Regions from separate parts of the Anser cygnoides genome. Here region 1 is linked to region 2. The links are chromatin contacts, called in public Hi-C maps. All regions are on one chromosome and are shown on one strand. The core of a region is the stretch at or near the end of the contact, and the rest is flanking DNA. Distances in the headings are between cores, read along the strand shown.

Region 1 (5,314 bases), core at 2,305-4,804, 90 kb before region 2:
TTGCATGCAAAGAGTTTGGTTTCTGATGTGTTTGCACAGTGGATTTTAATCCCCATCTGCAGCACTGGAAGACTGCGGTTAATATGGCTTTGCTTTCCAGTGGCACCTTTCTGCTATTAAATGAATTCCCACAACATTCATATGGAACAAAAACATATCATTAACCCTGCTTTGCAGACACTATTCAGCTTTTGACTGTTCTAGAATATACGCTGCTCGGTTATATGTATGTGTATATATATGTCCACAGCCAGAAGTACAAATCTACAAACACTAATGAAATCTTCACAGAAACGTTATTGTTGTTTCCTGTCTAGATTTACTAAATGCTCTTCATCCGCTGAGCAAAAGCACTCTAAGGAGGGATGTATTTGCCAACAGCCATGGGGATGGAGTCAGAGTTGTGGCTGAAAACTCCTTCATCAGCCTCAGACCATCCTGGGTAAAACTATGCTCCGTTGTTGTTGGTTGGTTGCTCGGCTGGCTTATGTTAAGCTCTTGGCCTTAGTATTTGGGTGCCTGGTGGCAACTGCTTGCCACCTAGCCCTGAACATCTGGGCAACAATATCGCTGTTTGTCCAAAGCTGCCTTAGGATGGGTTGGCTTTTGAAATGCAATTCTGTAACTGTTGCAGTCTTTAAATGTAAAGTGGGTATTTGAGGAGGTAAGCAATCTCATGGTCCACTGTATACTGAGTTTCTTGAAACTGTATTGTCCATCAAACGCACTGACACTGTTTTTCTAAAACGCTTTGAAAGTGACTTCGTTACCAAAGCTATGACTTCGATGCTCTGAGCTCAGAAGCTGACATGAAGGCACAGCTATGGTGACCAAGACAGGTTGGATTGCATCTTGGAAAAGCAGGATCCTCTTGACTCATTGTCTTTCTGCCTGTGCCAAGGTTCCAGGTAAGGTTTCCTGCCTTATGCTTCTCTGTGTGGGTGTATCAGCCATTATTTGTCTTTTCTGGTCTCACGTTCTGATGCTGCCTGTGAAAAACTTAAAGTATCTCTTCAATCCCAAGATCAGTTATTATCAAGTTACCCAATAAATATCAGGGAAAAGAAGCAAAGAGGGTTATGAAGGTATGTTATCTTCATAGCAGAGAGATTTGGCCAAAGTGCAGAGCCCAGGAAGAGGAAATCATGATGTATGACATCATGGAAACCACTCTCTATTTATCAAACATCTACATGCAGGAAGAAAGGTAGAAAAAAAGTGGTGCTTGCAGGCAGTATAGATCAAGGGAACCAAAGAGCATCTGTAATTACTGTAATCTCATACAGTGCTCCTGAGGGTCTTTACCGATATTAATTTCCTTTATTACCCAGAGATGTCAGGTCTTTCCCCACATGCATTCATTTTGGTCTTTGGGAAATTCAGGATTTCCTGAGTCACTTTGTGACTAATGTAAGATTCATGTTAAAGCTTTTCGGCAAGTCCCTGAAGGAAGAAACAGGAATGAACCAGACATGATGAACAGCTCTTTGCACCTCTGCAGCAGTTTCTGTATTCCAGACAGCAAGGCATCCCCGATGTGTTCTCAAGGTCTTTAACACAGAAATGAATTCACAGGCAGAGCTATACCCTCCCAGCTTGCACAATGCCTGCTAAACATGGAAAAGCGCAGCAGAATTTAGGGGAGTGGTGGCAGTGCAGCTGCATGTTGCTTCTTGAAGCCTGCAACAAAAAGGCAGACTGAAGGAGCTGGGGAATGTTCTCTACCAGACTTAAACAGCATATGGCTTGCAGGACGCACTTGGCTGATGAAGCAGTTTGTTTGGCCTGCCAGATGGCCGGGAGACACCATGATGTTTGGATCTCTGGGTGCCTGAGAGAGGTTGTTGTGCCTTCCACCAGCTGGCCGGATAGCACAGGCATGGCAGCCTCCCTTCCCGCCAGCACACCCACACCCTGCCACTGCCCAGACAGATGGGGGGTCGCAGGCAGAGGAGGGGCAGCACAGGAGAGAGGCAGGCGAGAATGCTAAAGGAGGACGAGGAGAATGGAAGCCCAGAGGTAGGGATGGATAGAGGCAGTTCTGGGGAGGGCATGACGAAAGGTGCAGTTTGAACTTGCTAAGCCTCCCTGCTGCAGTGAGGCATTCTAGGCCAAAATCCTATCGCCTGAGCGAAATAGGGCTGAGTCACCAAATTCATTTCTCTGCTGTTTCACGCATCACATCACATAATGCATAACAAAGTCTGGTTTGTTTGGCTTTGTTTCCAGTGTTCCAATAGTAAGGCTCTTCCAGGCCTTCCCTTTTTAATAGGTAGACTTGTAATTTTCTGCTGTTTATTTATAGAGTATTTGCCCTTTGCTTACATATTCCCTTATCTCTCAAAGGTCTTCACTTTGCCCGATGACGCGTCGACAGACAGCTGTCATATCCGCTCTCTGTCTTGCTCTCTGCTCTCTTGCTTTGCAGACTACAGAGTCGGAGCCAACAAGACGGTTCAGCCCTTCTAGGAAGGCTGAGCTGCACACACTTTACAACAGGCACCTTTCAATTGATACTTGGAAAAACAAAACAAAAAACAGGTCTTTCAACTCTCTTTGGACTTTCTGGTATCTTTCATTCAGAGTTTTTAGCTAGTGTCAATCCTTCCTGGCTGGTTTTGCAGCAAAGTATGTTCTTTGCAGCTCTCTTTGCTGGAAGGATAGATTTCAAGCCCACAAATCAATAAGACTTCCATATGCTGCCATGTGGAGTTGGGCATGTGCATGACTGTTTTTCTGGATCAAGATTAGAGTTCTCACCACTTGAAAAGATTCAGTTTGTGGTTTGTGATGTGCTGCCAGTTCCTCTGGAATTAAAGATTTATATAAAATATCAATGTTTAAAAAAAAAAAAAAAGGAAGCAGTTCCCTATTCCAGCTTTGTGTGTGTGCACGTGGTACCACGTTAATTAAAACTGGTTGGGAAACAAGGACTCCCTGCAACAGTGCTCCCTGTAGCACGTAGTCCCTTGGTGCTGTTCGAGGGTTGCTCCTTGTCCCCAAGTGCACAACCGTGTGTGGACAAAGCGAAGATGGAAAGTGACAAATAAAGGCTAGGAGATGGGGTGTCCCCGAGTGACAGAAACAGGGGCAGCATCGCTTGATCCCTGGACGTAGTGACTATTCACTTGGTTCTGCTTTCAGGCTTCGCTGTGCTTTTCTTTGGGTAAACCGTACAAGCTGTTCCAGAGGCACTGGAGAGCAACGCGAGCACTTTCAACGAGCTTCTGGTGCTACTTTGCAGCTCGCAAAGCTGGACCCCGAGCGGCTCTGTGCGCGTCCCTCAGAAGCGCCGGGCCCGGAGCCGCTGCCGCTCGTTGCCCGCCTGCTGGCAGGGCCGAGGGGACCGGGGGCGAGCGGAGGGACCCGAGCGGTGCGGGGCAGGAGGCGGAGCGGCCCAGGTGAGCACCGCGGGGCGAGGGCAGCGGCGGGGGCGGCCCCGGGGGAGGAGCAGGGCCCGGCCCGGCCCCGCCGCGATCCCCGGGCAGCGGGAGGAGGCAGGGCCGCGCCGGGCCGGGGCGGGGCGGCTGGCGGGGCTGGCCCAGCCCGCCGGGGAGGGAAGGAAGGAAGGGAAGGAAGGAAGCGGAGCGGAGCGGGGGGAGCGGGCTGCGCTGCTGCCCTTTTAAGCGAGCGGGCGGGCGCCGCAGGCTGGTACAAAGGCAGCCGCCGCCGCGCTCGCCGTCTCCGCGCCGGCTGGGGCTGCCCCGGCCCCCCCGCCCGCCGCCATCTTCCGCCCCGCGGGCAGGGCCAGGGCCGGGGGCAGGGGCAGGGCCGGGGCCGGGGCCGGCCCGGGCAGAGCAGCCGCGGGGGCGAGGCGAGGCGGCGCAGGCCCGGGCCCGGAGCCGCAGCCGGAGATGAGGCCAGGATGTCGGTGTCAGGGCTCAAGGCCGAGCTGAAGTTCCTCGAGTCTATCTTCGACAAGGACCACGAGCGCTTCCGCATCGTCTCCTGGAAGCTGGACGAGCTCCACTGCCAGTTCGTGCTCCTGCCGCCGCCGCCGGGCTCCGGCCCGCAGCCGCCGCCGCCGCTCACCATCCACTGCAACATCACGGTGCGGGCCGGGCAGGGGCAGGGACCGGGCAGGGCAGGGGCCGCCCTCGCCATTGTCTGCGGGGCGCGGGCCGGGGGCGCAGGGGGTGACTCAGCAGCCGGGGCCGGTCGGGGGCCTCCGCCCGCCTGGGGCCGCTTCCCCGGGGGGCTCCGCGCTCCCCTCCCCGCTCCCGGCCCCGCCGCGGCGCACGCAAAAGTTGGGAGCGCCCCGGGCCCCGCTGCCTGCCCCGCCGGGCTGCCCCGGGCCGCCGCACAAAGCGGGCGGGAGCCCGGCTGGCGGTGGGGCAGCCTTTCCTCCGGGCCCCGGCGGGGCGAGCCCGGCAGGCAGGCGGGGGCCGGCGCTTTGCTGAGTGCGCCACACCGCCGCGGCCTGCGGCCCCGCGGCCCGCTCCGCCCCGGGCCGGGCGGGGAAACGCGGCTGGGGGCCGGGCTTCGTTTCCCTTCCTTCCCTTCCTTTCCCTTCCCGTCCCTCAGTTCTCAGTCCCTTTAGAAGTTTAATTTTCCGTGGCGGTTCGCACGGTCAGAGCGCCCTCACTCCCCTGCCCAGCAGTCGCCTTCTCATAACGGTGGTGGTTAAACTTGTGAGGGGGCACGGGCAGCTCTCCCCAGGCTGAGGGACCCCGACGTGTGCTTTGCTTTGGGCCTTCGCTCTGTTTTTTTCTCAAACTTTACTATAATGAGTCAGGGGGCAGAATAATATGTTCAGTGTTGTTTGCTGTGGTAAAATCCTCTGGTTTTAAAAGTTACTGGTTAGGGCCTAAATTTGCCAAAGGATTTGGATGGGTTGGTATTCGTCACTCATGGACAGGAAAGCGCTGGAGGTTCACTTTTATTGGACTACCTCTACTTACAGGTGAACTTAAATGCATCAGCTCTGTTCAGCTTAAAAGTATTGAAAAGTTCTGACTGGGTGAAAGTACAGTTAGTATGTTTGGGTTGCATAAGCTCTCAAGGCTTCTTTTGTCTGTAAGAGAATGAAAGTTTCAGACAGTGTGGGGGTGGAACCATGTGTGTAAGTCTAAATACCTGAGTACTGAAAGATGAAAGCATGCATGCAAAGCAGGCAGAGCTCATAATCTTGGTAGGATCCTGACTTGCCATACAGTAATAAATTGACAGGGGACGTGTTAAGAGAGCCTTCTCATGACAACTAGCTGTGAAACCTAGAAGTCAGTTCTGTGTTCATAGGACAGGTGTTTGTGTTAGCTGACTATTCTGTAAGACATAAGATTTTGTTAATGGTAAAATGAGCAAGTTACTTTGG
Region 2 (4,844 bases), core at 1,394-3,893:
TTCTTTTTCCTAAACTGGAATTTAAAGAAAAAGCAATGATGTGATAAAATGATTGCCTTAAAGGACAGCAGAAGTGTTCAAACCTTCTCAAAGTAGTGGGAGTCCAGCATGTTCAGTTAATTGGCCATGTGTTCTGTATCTGTGACTGTTCAGCCTGCAAAAGATCAGTCTGCCTTGCAGTAGAGAAGCTGTGTTTTCCGAGTGAGCTATATACCTATTTGAGCTGTGATCAGCACTCTTTGCCTTCCCTAAGGAGATGGCAGTGATTGTAGCATTTATCATACATAAAGGGATCTGTCTGGCTGTATATAGCTGCCAGAAGACATGAAAAATGGGTAGCAAGAGGGCAGTGTCCACAATCTCAGTAACCCTTCAGCCAACAAAACTGACAGTGAACTAAGGAAATCATTTGCTTGTGTGTGTTTGTTTTTTTTTACCTGAACCCCATACTTAAGAGCATAGCCATGAGTGGGGCAGATCTGGCAGCATGGCTGTAAGGAATCTGCTAGCAAAATGCTGTCTGAAATGCTGGTCTAGTGGTCTGCTCATGAAGCCATTGGCCCGTGCAGTGACAAGATGAACTTCTCAGTTGAAGCCAGTTCTTGTTCACTCCAGAAACTGAGTACGCAGCTAAAATGCTGTGGGTTGCTTTAAAAATGGCTGATTGGAAATATTGTGGAAGTGATGGGCGAGAGTTTGAGTTAGTGGTGTTTAAATAGCAGCATTAGTAAAAGCAGAGAGTTGTCTGGCTTATTCAGGATTGAGAAAAGGGCAGAATGTAATGCATCTTCAGCTGCTACCAAGCAGCTCTGTGACTGGAGCAGAGACATGAAGCCAAGGGCAAAAGTCTTCCTTAGGGGAGGAAAAATGAAGCAGAGTGAAGTGCTAGAGCAAAGGAAGACAATGAAAATTCGAACTTGGTTTTAGCTTCATCTCTGTGCCTTATAACTTGTAAAAAAGACGACAGATTCTTCTGGCTTGGCAAAATTGGCTGCTTTCTGGGAAATGCAGTAAAAGAGTGTCAGAGGCCTCTCTGGGGATGCTTACGTGTTTGCACTCTTACAATAAGTGTGCATCTTCGCAAGGAAAGGAGAAAGAAAGGACTTGCCGGTAAAGATCCTAGCTGGTATACCACAGAGTGGTACGTGACCTTTTTCCACTTCTCTCCTGTGGGCCGTGAAGCTACATGGTAGTTACATGGTCCAAGCTTAGGCTTTTTTCAGGTTGGTGCTACTGTTTTGTGTTTGTTTCAGAGCATGGATAAGTAGATGTTTAAACCAGTTCTTGTATTTCCCCCCAAGTTTTGCATTTTTATCATCATTTTTAACTGAAGTGTTGGAAAAAAGCTTTCAGGCATGAATTTACAATAAATTAAGATCTAATAACACTGTTCACTTTAGCAGTCCATTCCCCTAGAAAATCCTGCAAGGTGTTTTCATTAAATAATCAGGTAAGACTTTCTGCTCTTCCCCAGTTTTACACAAGTTTCAACACCATATCTACTGAAAAAATGCATAGGTCAGGTTAGGAAAATCGTGTTTGTGCTATGGAATTTTGTCATTATCATGAATGTGTGCATGGCATGGACAGGTGAGTCCCAAGCCTGCAGCTTTCGTGCATTCAGAGCGTTCCTTAAGGTCACCCTGCTGCAGCAGTGGAGGTTGATTCACACTGTATACCAATTTGTCTCTGGGACAGCTTCTTATCCCGCTGATTTGTTGTAACATTTTTATGCTAACTCCGGCAAAAGGAGAACATTTAAGGAGAAATATTTTTAATTGTAGATGTAATTTTCCACTTTTGGGTGCAAAGTGATGTAGAAGAGGGGGGAACAGCATGCTGTGACCAGTCACCTCTGTCTGCTTTCAGTGGAGCACAGTTTGAGAACATCTGGACTGTAAAATGCACCTCTTGAACTTTCATTGATCGGTTCCTTGGGCTCTCAGCCATAATGTGTATTTTTAGATACTTGCAGTAAATCTTCTTGCCTGATAAAGAGTGCCAAATCCATAGTTCTAGTCAGCTGCTGTTTTTCTGGATGGGAAGTAAGGAAAAATGGTTCCTGGTTTAAATAGTTAACCTGCTGCAGCACTGCAGGCTGCAGTTTGTGCAGCTCTACCTGGGTTGGCTTTAAACTGGCCAGCTTGGCGACTGGTGTCAAAGTCCAGCTGCAGCAGTGCTGGCTCAGCATGACCTGCTCTGATCTCTCTCTCTCTCTAATCCTAGGAGAAAAACTATTGGCCTGGACACAATAAAACAATCTCTTTCATTGGCAAAACCATCTTATCTAAGAGCAGAGAAGGAGAAAAACGCGTGGGGCTTTTTCATTTTCGTGGTTTACGCTTTACCCTTCCCTTTTACAAGAACAAAGATGCAATATAATTTAATGTAAAGTGAATGGGTTGACCCCTTATACAGGTAAAAGCTTGATGCATGCTACAATTACGTGTCACGCTATAGCAGAAATATTCACTGGGACTTTAGAAATGGGACACGCTCTTTTTGAAAGAAGGAGAAATTAGTTCTGCCCTATAAATGTGTGCTGTCTGCCATCTGCAGCAGTACACGAGCTAGTGGTGAAATGCTTTAAAAGCATACAGCTAGCCCCAGAAGGTCTAAACTCTCTGATTGTCTTGGTCCCGTAGGAGCCAGAAGTGCTCTGCTCTTGGATGAGGGTGCCCTGTGTCTTGGCCTGCCTGCACTCAGCAGATAAGTTTATTTTAGCCCTTTGGGTATTGCCTATCGCTTCTCTGAGTAGTCTCTGAAGCTCATTACGTTTAGTTTGCACACCTGTCTGTTTTGTGCTTAGTAGGAATAGAGTTTCTGTATTGCCAGCTGTTAAAGAAGGGTAATGTACACTAAAAAACATGCTTGTTAACAGGATATTTTTTTAATTATCAGTTTTGATTCAAGACAAGTCTTGCTGTCTCAAAGCGTACCCCATTTCTCATTCTATCTCTCCTTCAGTTTGTCCTAAAAGTATCACAAAGTATCATGGGTTCTTTAAAACAACTTGTATTTATAAGCCATTGAGCTTGCTCAAAACTGCTCTTAGTACTGCAAACATTGTCTCAGATTAAGCGCTTTGGAGCAGGGCTTATGTTACTTGAAGAAACACCTTATCAAGTGCCTGCTGTACCTCTAAGTAGCGTATGAATAATAAACTTGTGGGCCAACTCCTTCTTGCCCTGGCAGACCGATCACTTCTAGGATCCTAAAAATCAAAGTGTTTGGATTGTCAGCTTTTTCTCTCTCCTCTCCTACTCTTGCAGTGGATGCCTTTGTCAACTTGCCCTGAGAACAGAAGCGTGACACCATCCAAAAGCTCTCTATCCTGCATTTTTCAGTTGTAAGCTCTCAGCAGGTCACGAACTATCAATTGTTAACCTCTTATGTTTGAAATAGTATATTGAGAGTGAGTGCAATAACACAAGGGAAAACAGGTTTATTAAGGAGCAGTGCCTTAGAGCAATGAAGAGGAGAAATGATCACAGGATCCTGCCTCTTTAACGCCCTTCCTGGTCTTTGCAGCCAACAGTTTGTCTCATTTCTGCTGCTTGTTTTACAGGTCAAGTGCAGTAAATGTCTGACGTGAGGCTACTGTAGTCTGAATTCCTTGCAGATATACTGGTTTTGTTGAAGAAGTCGTATTGGTTTTGCGGTGTTTTATATTGCTCATTCAGACAAGACTTTAAAACAATTACTTAGATTTGTGGGAGATTATATGGAGTTGTAGGTATTTAAAAACAAAACCAACAAACAACCTACACTAATAACACTGGAGGCCTTGTTTTCTGTTGGGAAGTGGCATCTTTCAGCTACTGAGAACCAGACCCCAAGTCAGAAACATGAATTCTGACCTCTCTGGCACCATTTTTCTATGCGGTCTTGGACTTGGGGTTTAGTTAGGGAGTATGTATTCATTGCGGTTAGATTCTGGGGAAGGTGCTAGTGCGTCTTTGTCTGGAGATAGCTGACTTAGCAATTGGTGACTGGCTTGAGAGGTTAGTGCAGCGCTGGTGTTAAAATACTTCTCAGGAATTTCCAGCAGTCTGACCGGTTCTTCGTGCTCTCTGTCTGGAAGCGAATGCAGCTGTAACTTGCTGTCATCCCTTTGGGTGCATTTTTCTAAGTTTCCTACCTCTTAATGTTGATGATGCTCTCCTGATGAAGTTTCTTTTTAATTTTTCCTAAAGCAGAATTGATAAATCTTGGAAGTCTGTTTGCAGCTGTAACAGACATCGCTCGGTTCCAAGCGGGAGGACAAGTTGTTAGATTTTAGAGCAAGGGTTTTTAATTCGGCGTTTTTTCGGTGTCTGAGGGCTTACATTGCAATGTGGCTCCTTGCCTGAGAACATCCTCGTATCTGATCAGTGTGTAAGCTCCTTTTGGATATGGGCTGTGGGTTGTGAAGCACCAAGTACGGTAGTGCCAAAACAGAGCTGTGGGGGCTGCTGCAGTGGGTCACGTAGCAGGGGCCAAAGCTTCCCTGCCGGGGCAGTGCTGCGAGGGGCAGTGCCCTTGGCTTGCTCTGGCGGGTGCTTGGGAAATACAGCCTGGTGTGCTGGAGGATGAAGAGGGTTCTCCTGCGGAGCAGCGTGGTTGGATTGTCCTGTTTTCTTTCTCATCTTGTTTTAAGGAAAATACTGAGTGAATGAGCTCTTTCAAATGCATCTGCTTTACTGATTTCCTGGTCTGAACTCCGGGGTAGCAGTTTGTTGCACAAATGTGCAAACATTGTATTACATTCCCCCAGCAGCCTGTGAGGTCAGTGTTCACAGCATACTGTTGTATCACTGTTAATAAATGTTTGTTACAAATATTGAATACACAGGAAAAAGCAA

The links. Hi-C and Micro-C count contacts between places; a contact is called where the count stands out from the background.
Region 1: a contact with region 2 is called in a Hi-C map of liver, with 12 times the contacts expected there. The contact joins the promoter of UBE2Q2 here to the enhancer-like site in region 2. A contact is called at or near these places in 2 of 7 Hi-C or Micro-C datasets (both in liver).

What each region holds. Positions count from the first base shown.
Region 1 is chr11:14,179,173-14,184,486 of Taihu_goose_T2T_genome, reverse strand. It overlaps UBE2Q2 (ubiquitin conjugating enzyme E2 Q2), which reads left to right and starts at 3,554. Exons shown (of 12, transcript XM_067004100.1): 1 at 3,554-4,051. The coding sequence starts at 3,866. It overlaps LOC125185065 (a long non-coding RNA gene), which reads left to right. Exons shown (of 14, transcript XR_010834318.1): 12 at 1-442; 13 at 759-908; 14 at 3,145-3,281.
Region 2 is chr11:14,089,025-14,093,868 of Taihu_goose_T2T_genome, reverse strand. The region is part of intron 1 of TMEM266 (transmembrane protein 266); the gene reads left to right. All of the region lies in intron 1 of NRG4 (neuregulin 4), which reads right to left. Among named protein-coding and RNA genes, the nearest start is that of NRG4, 11 kb to the right of the region's middle. Within about 2 kb of position 2,643, at least 2 of the 3 cell types and tissues checked have open chromatin away from gene starts, as enhancers often do. A contact at or near this core is called in liver, where this site is marked.